2 separate regions of the Callithrix jacchus genome follow, and region 2 is linked to region 1. The links are chromatin contacts, called in public Hi-C maps. All regions are on one chromosome and are shown on one strand. Each heading gives the region's core, a stretch centred on a gene start, on an enhancer-like site or on the middle of the called end of the contact. The rest is flanking DNA. Distances are from core to core; before and after follow the strand shown. Region 1 has its middle 220 kb from the start of ATP13A4. Region 2 has its middle 140 kb from the start of HES1.

Region 1 (2,662 bases), core at 83-2,582:
GCCCTATCCGGACATAGTTAGGCACCCAGCTCAGAAGATCAGGTCCTCTTCCAAATCCCTCGAAAGCAACTATCCTGTGCTGGCACCTAGGCTGAGGGGTGCACACACTGGGGCTGTGTATCCGTTGATGGCTCAGGGACCTAGGGGTGCACACACTGGGGCTGTGTATCCGTTGATGGCTCAGGGACCTAGGGGTGCACACACTGGGGCTGTGTATCCCCTGGTGGTCCCTACCTAGGCTTAAAGGTACCCACATTGGCAACATATCCTGGGCTTAGGGGTATATGCACTGGCTGTGTAAGCAATACTTGGGAAAGCAAACCTGAAGAAAAACCCATGTAAGCCCCAGAGCTGGCTAGTAGTGTTTTGGCAGGTAATTTAGGGGTCCCAGATGCTCAGGGTAAGGACTATACTAAGGAATGTAAGCTCCTGGTAGCCGTGTGCTCTTGAGTTGTTGGGCTTCTTACCCATGGGCATGGGCATGGGCATGGGCATGGTCCTAGAGAGTTCAGGACTCCTCTTGCACAGGCCTAAGAGTGGGATTGCTGTACTGGTAGCAGCCGTAAGAGTTAAGATCCACAGCTGGGTAGGTGGAGAGAATGAGCCAGCAAGTGTGGGCCCTCATCTAGTAACCCCTTATCTGCCCAAGGCCAGGTGGTGACAGACAGTGGTTCATGTCTGCCCCTCTGTCCAGCTCTTTGGTGTCAGGTGCCTGGTCATTTTTATACTCTTGGTAGCAACTATTAATAGCACTACCCTTCAAGGCACGTGTGTTCAAGGGCCATTTCTAAACTTTGTCATGATGCACATCATGAAAATAACACTGGACTTAGAATCAGGACTCGTGGGCTCTCTCTCTGCTCTGCCACACCTCACTCAGCCTAGACTTACCATGTTTCCTCCCCAGCCCTTACATTTTCCCATCTATAAAATAAGGGTGTTGGGGTGACAGTTTCCAAAGTTCCATTTGGATCTGAAGGTCTGTGGTTTATGACTCCTGCAAGTTAGTTTTCCTTATCTGTCCATCTTTCTCAACCCTAGGTACTCATTACCATCACCCAGGAAGCTTTAAAAAAATACCAGTGCCCAAGCCCTACCCCAGAGATTCTGCTTCAATTCTTCTGAGGCACGGCCCAAGCCAAAGCTCCCCAATGACTCTGACGTGCAGCCACGCCTGAGAAGCCCTGTTAGAGTTGGACGGCAGCTCTTCCCTCCGCCCACTCCTCACCCACATTCAGAAACAATGGAGCCAGACAGATGCCTGGCTGCAAAAGCAGAACAGCTGTAGGCAAGGCTAGACACTGGGTTCCCGGGGCGGGGGTCTCCTGCTCACTCTCCAGGAAGATGGGAATAAAGAGAGCCAATTTCCTGGCCTCAGGCTCCTCGCCTCCCTATCCATCTTCCCATCCTCCAGCTGAGAGCCTAGGGGGAGGAGGAGGGAGAGCAGGCAGCTGCCTAATCTGGGGAGATTTTCTCAGGGGTGGGGGAGGCTGACTTTTGGCTCCAGTCTTCCTCCGCCCTCACAGCTGGAGCTGGAGCAGCCAGAGTGAGCGCTGGGGCTGGGATCTCAGCTGCTGGCAGTTGTTCCCATGTTATGTCCCTGACAGCTGCAAATCTGCTGACGTGTTGCATGTGTGTGTGTCCCCCTACATGTGAGTGTGGACTCCAGCAGAACAAATAAGAGGTAGAATGTGGAGCCCAGGAGGTTGCCTGTTCTTGCTAGACTTCAAGATACCCCGTAACCCTTTCCTGACCCCCCACTTTCCTCTAGTCTGTAGCTCCCACAAGCTCCTAGTGCTTCCCTTCATTGAGATTCCATGCTAACCACAGATTCGATGATTACAATAGCTACCATTTACAGAGCGGGTCCTGGGTTCCAGGCATTCTCCTAAGGGGGATAGGCTGATGGTTCTGTTTAACCCTCTGAATAACCTTATGAAGCAAGCATCATGATTACTTCTATTTTATAGATGAGGAAATCTGGAACAGATAAGTTAACATTTAATCCAAGATCACACAGCTGCCAAGATTCAAAGTCAGGCAGTCTGGTGACAAAACGTGAGCTCCTTACCACGTTGCTATTCTGCCTCCTGTTGGTAATTGATCAGGTGAAGGTCTGTTCCAGTAACTGAGGTCTCTCAGCCCTGACATCCTAACAGTGGTGTTGCTTGCAAGACACACAGATAAACTGTATAAAACTTTGAGTTTTTTGTTTAGATCAGAGTTCATCTTGGCCCATATTGGCTGAGTTCATAAGCCAAAGTCAGAAGCACCTGTTATCGCCCTGCAGGGCTCTGCTTCTGGGCGGACTGGAGGGGAAGTCCTGAGAGGAGAATGGTCTGGGGCAGCATTGCCAGAACCAGGCTACAAAACATTATTGTAAGAGAACCCCTGATGATGGTGCAGAATGTGTGGGCCTGCTCCCTCCAACTTGCAAAGGCTCTGCTCCCTGGACGCCTGTGGCCTTTGCCCAGCAGTAGTATTGAGTTGGGTTGAAATATTCACATGCTGTTGTTTCCAGTGATGACAGAGGTCCTGCCTTTCTAAGACGGTGGGAGGCTGGGGGGCAGGGAGGGGTAGAATACGGCTTGTACCCGGATGTCCATAAAGCCTTTTGGTACTGGGGTGTTTTTTGCTGAGCCGACTGACCTAACATGTGCAC
Region 2 (2,662 bases), core at 70-2,569, 180 kb after region 1:
TTTTTCTGTTTAAGATAGTCTTTATTTCCACGATTTGTCTGGTAAATACCTTGTCTTCAAGCCCCAGCCTAAAGATGCCTCCTCTGGGAAGCCCACCATGACTTTTCCAGGCAGGATTTGCGGTCCTGTCTGCTACACTCCACTACCCTATGTTCTAGAGAGTTAGGGAAATTCAAAAGCTAGGCAAACAGACTCTGCCACCATTCTGCCTGAGTTCACTTCCTGGCTCAGCCACCGCCTTTCTGAGTCATCTGAAGCAAGGCACTCACCTCTCTGGCCTCCGTTTTACCATCTGTTAAACAATGTAATGATGGCACTGTGTTCCTGAGGTCACCGTGAGGACGAAACAAGGCAATGTCCCTAAAACAAGCACCTGCTGTAGTGTCCGCCCTTGTTACTCATAACCCTGGGCGGCTTTTACTGGACTGTGCTTGTGACCGTTAGAACCTTGAGGGCCAGGGCTATTCATCTCTGAATCTCTCTCTGCAGTGTTTAGAGGTGTTGTCCACAGTGTAGATGTTCAATTTCTACCTTCTGAAGGACGGAACAAAACACAGCTATGAAAAGGGATAAAATGAATCAAGCCGTAATGCAAAGACACGGTGGATGCAGGTGAAACGATGGGAAAGGAGCAAGGAATGTAGAAAAGTAAACGGGGGGAGAAGACGGTGCCCCGCTTTCAGAGGAGAAAAATTCCTATAAAATTCCTGTTCAGGCCGGGCGTGCTGGCTCAGGCCCGTAATCCCAGCTCTTTGGGAGGCCAAGGCAGGAGGATCACCTGAGGTCAAGAGCACTTTGGGAGGCCGAGGCGGGTGGATCTCCTGAGGTCAAGAGTTCGAGACCAGCCTGACCAACATGGTGAAACTTGGTCTCTACTGAAAATACAAATATTAGCACGTAGTGGTGGTGGGCGCCTGTAACTCCAGCTGTTCAGGAGGCTGAGGCTGGAGAATCGCTTGAACCCGGGAGACAGAGGTTGCAGTGAGCCAAGATCGCGCCACTGCACTCCAGCCTGGGTGACAGAGCGAGTCTCCGTTTCAAAAAAATAAAAAATTAAATTAAAAGTTCTCGTTCATCTTTTAACGTGGGGACTGCCCATTTTTATTTGGACGGTATTTTTCTCTGGCTGTCTCACTTCCCGGGACCTCAGAGCTCCCCGCTCCCTCGCCTCCCGCCCCACACGGGGCGGCGTCCCTCCTCCTCCTTCCTCCCACTCCCCGGGGAAGGGCCTCGGGCCTCGGCTGCAGCCCTGACCTCGCCTCCCACGCGGGCCAGCAGCCGGCCAGCCCGCGGGCGGGGCAGGAAGGGGGAGCCGCGGCCCCGGGCACCAAGATCCTTAACTGCAGCTTCCAAAGCCCTGGCTGATCCTAATCAGTGTGGGAAAGGAGCGCCGGGCCCAGCCCGCCGGCCGGAGACGCCGCCTCTTTTCATAAACTTTATCGCCGCGGTGCACAGCCGCTGATAATGTCCCATAAATAAACGAGCGGGCGGGAGTGCGCGGCTGTCCGGAGGCTGCCGGCGCGCACGCCCTGCCTCGGCCCCGCAGGCCCCGGAGGAAATGAATCACACACGCCGGGCGGCAGAGAGCTCGGTGTTCTCCTCTCCAGCCCAAGGCCGTAAATAATAATGCGTCCTTTCCTACGCAGAGACCCTCGCCTTTTGCTTTGTGCATTCCATAAAAAGCCCAGGAGTTTCCTTCCGACTGCCTGGCCTCCCCTCCTTGCCCCGGGAGTTAGGAGTGCTGTGTTCTGGGTTAGGTGCTTTCCTCAGATGGAGCTCCTGGGCCTGGGCGTGTGGCTCCGTGATCACAAGTCCCCTTTGGCTCTTGCACAACAGACCGAGGTTGGAGCAGGGCAGGGAGGTGGGGGTGCGGCGTGAGGTTGATGGGGGGATGGTTTGACATCTCTAGTGGCAAGTATTTGCTCGGTTCCCACCAAGGTGACCATGGACATGAGTGGTGGACAGCCTGCTGCGGCCGAGTCATCCTAGGAACCCTGGACACTGCTTATTCAGAAGCCAGGGAGAGCCATACCCTGATCACAAAGAAAGAGAGGACCTCGCCCCACTGAATGGAGTGTTCAAACGCCCCTTACACATTATTCAGCAGGCCTCATGATCTGGGTCCTCTCTTGCTTGACATTTTGACGTGAGGGTCCCTGAAGTTAATCTATGGTACAATTTTGGTGAGAAGAATTTAAGGACGATTCCATGAATATGAAACCATCTAGAAAGTCAGAGGTGTGTGGAATAGCCCAAAGCAGGTGAGCTCTGCGGCAAGGCCCAGGCTCTAACCCAGCCCAGCTTTGCGGCCTTGGGTAGCCACTGTCCTCCTCTGAGCCTCAGTTTCCCCATCTGTCTAATGATCTCTAAAGAGATCTTTTGGCTCTCCTGCTCACTTAGTGAGAAATCACATCCTTGCTATAAATTCTTCCATTTCTGTGGTGTCTCATCACAGGCCCCTCTGAAGAAACATTCTAATGTCCACCTAGAAGAAACCAGGGCACCAGTCTTTCCTATAACTGACACCTCATTAGCGAGATTAGCACTGGAAATTACCTCTTGGGGAAGTTACAGAGGTTCCGGAGCCCTCCAGCCAGAATAAAGTCAGCTTGTGGGGTAAAAAGATTTAAAAATAAAATCTAGTACATGATTTCAGCATTAG

The links. A called contact is a pair of places that touch in the nucleus more often than the background predicts.
Region 2: a Hi-C map of skeletal muscle shows a contact between it and region 1, with 7 times the contacts expected there. The contact joins two enhancer-like sites. A contact is called at or near these places in 2 of 3 Hi-C or Micro-C datasets (both in skeletal muscle).

Annotation. Positions count from the first base shown.
Region 1 is chr15:22,729,464-22,732,125 of calJac240_pri, forward strand. No RefSeq gene overlaps it. Among named protein-coding and RNA genes, the nearest start is that of ATP13A4, 220 kb to the left of the region's middle. Within about 2 kb of position 1,333, at least 4 of the 16 cell types and tissues checked have an H3K27ac peak or open chromatin away from gene starts, as enhancers often do. A contact at or near this core is called in skeletal muscle, where this site is marked.
Region 2 is chr15:22,905,367-22,908,028 of calJac240_pri, forward strand. No RefSeq gene overlaps it. Among named protein-coding and RNA genes, the nearest start is that of HES1, 140 kb to the right of the region's middle. Within about 2 kb of position 1,320, at least 9 of the 16 cell types and tissues checked have an H3K27ac peak or open chromatin away from gene starts, as enhancers often do. A contact at or near this core is called in skeletal muscle, where this site is marked.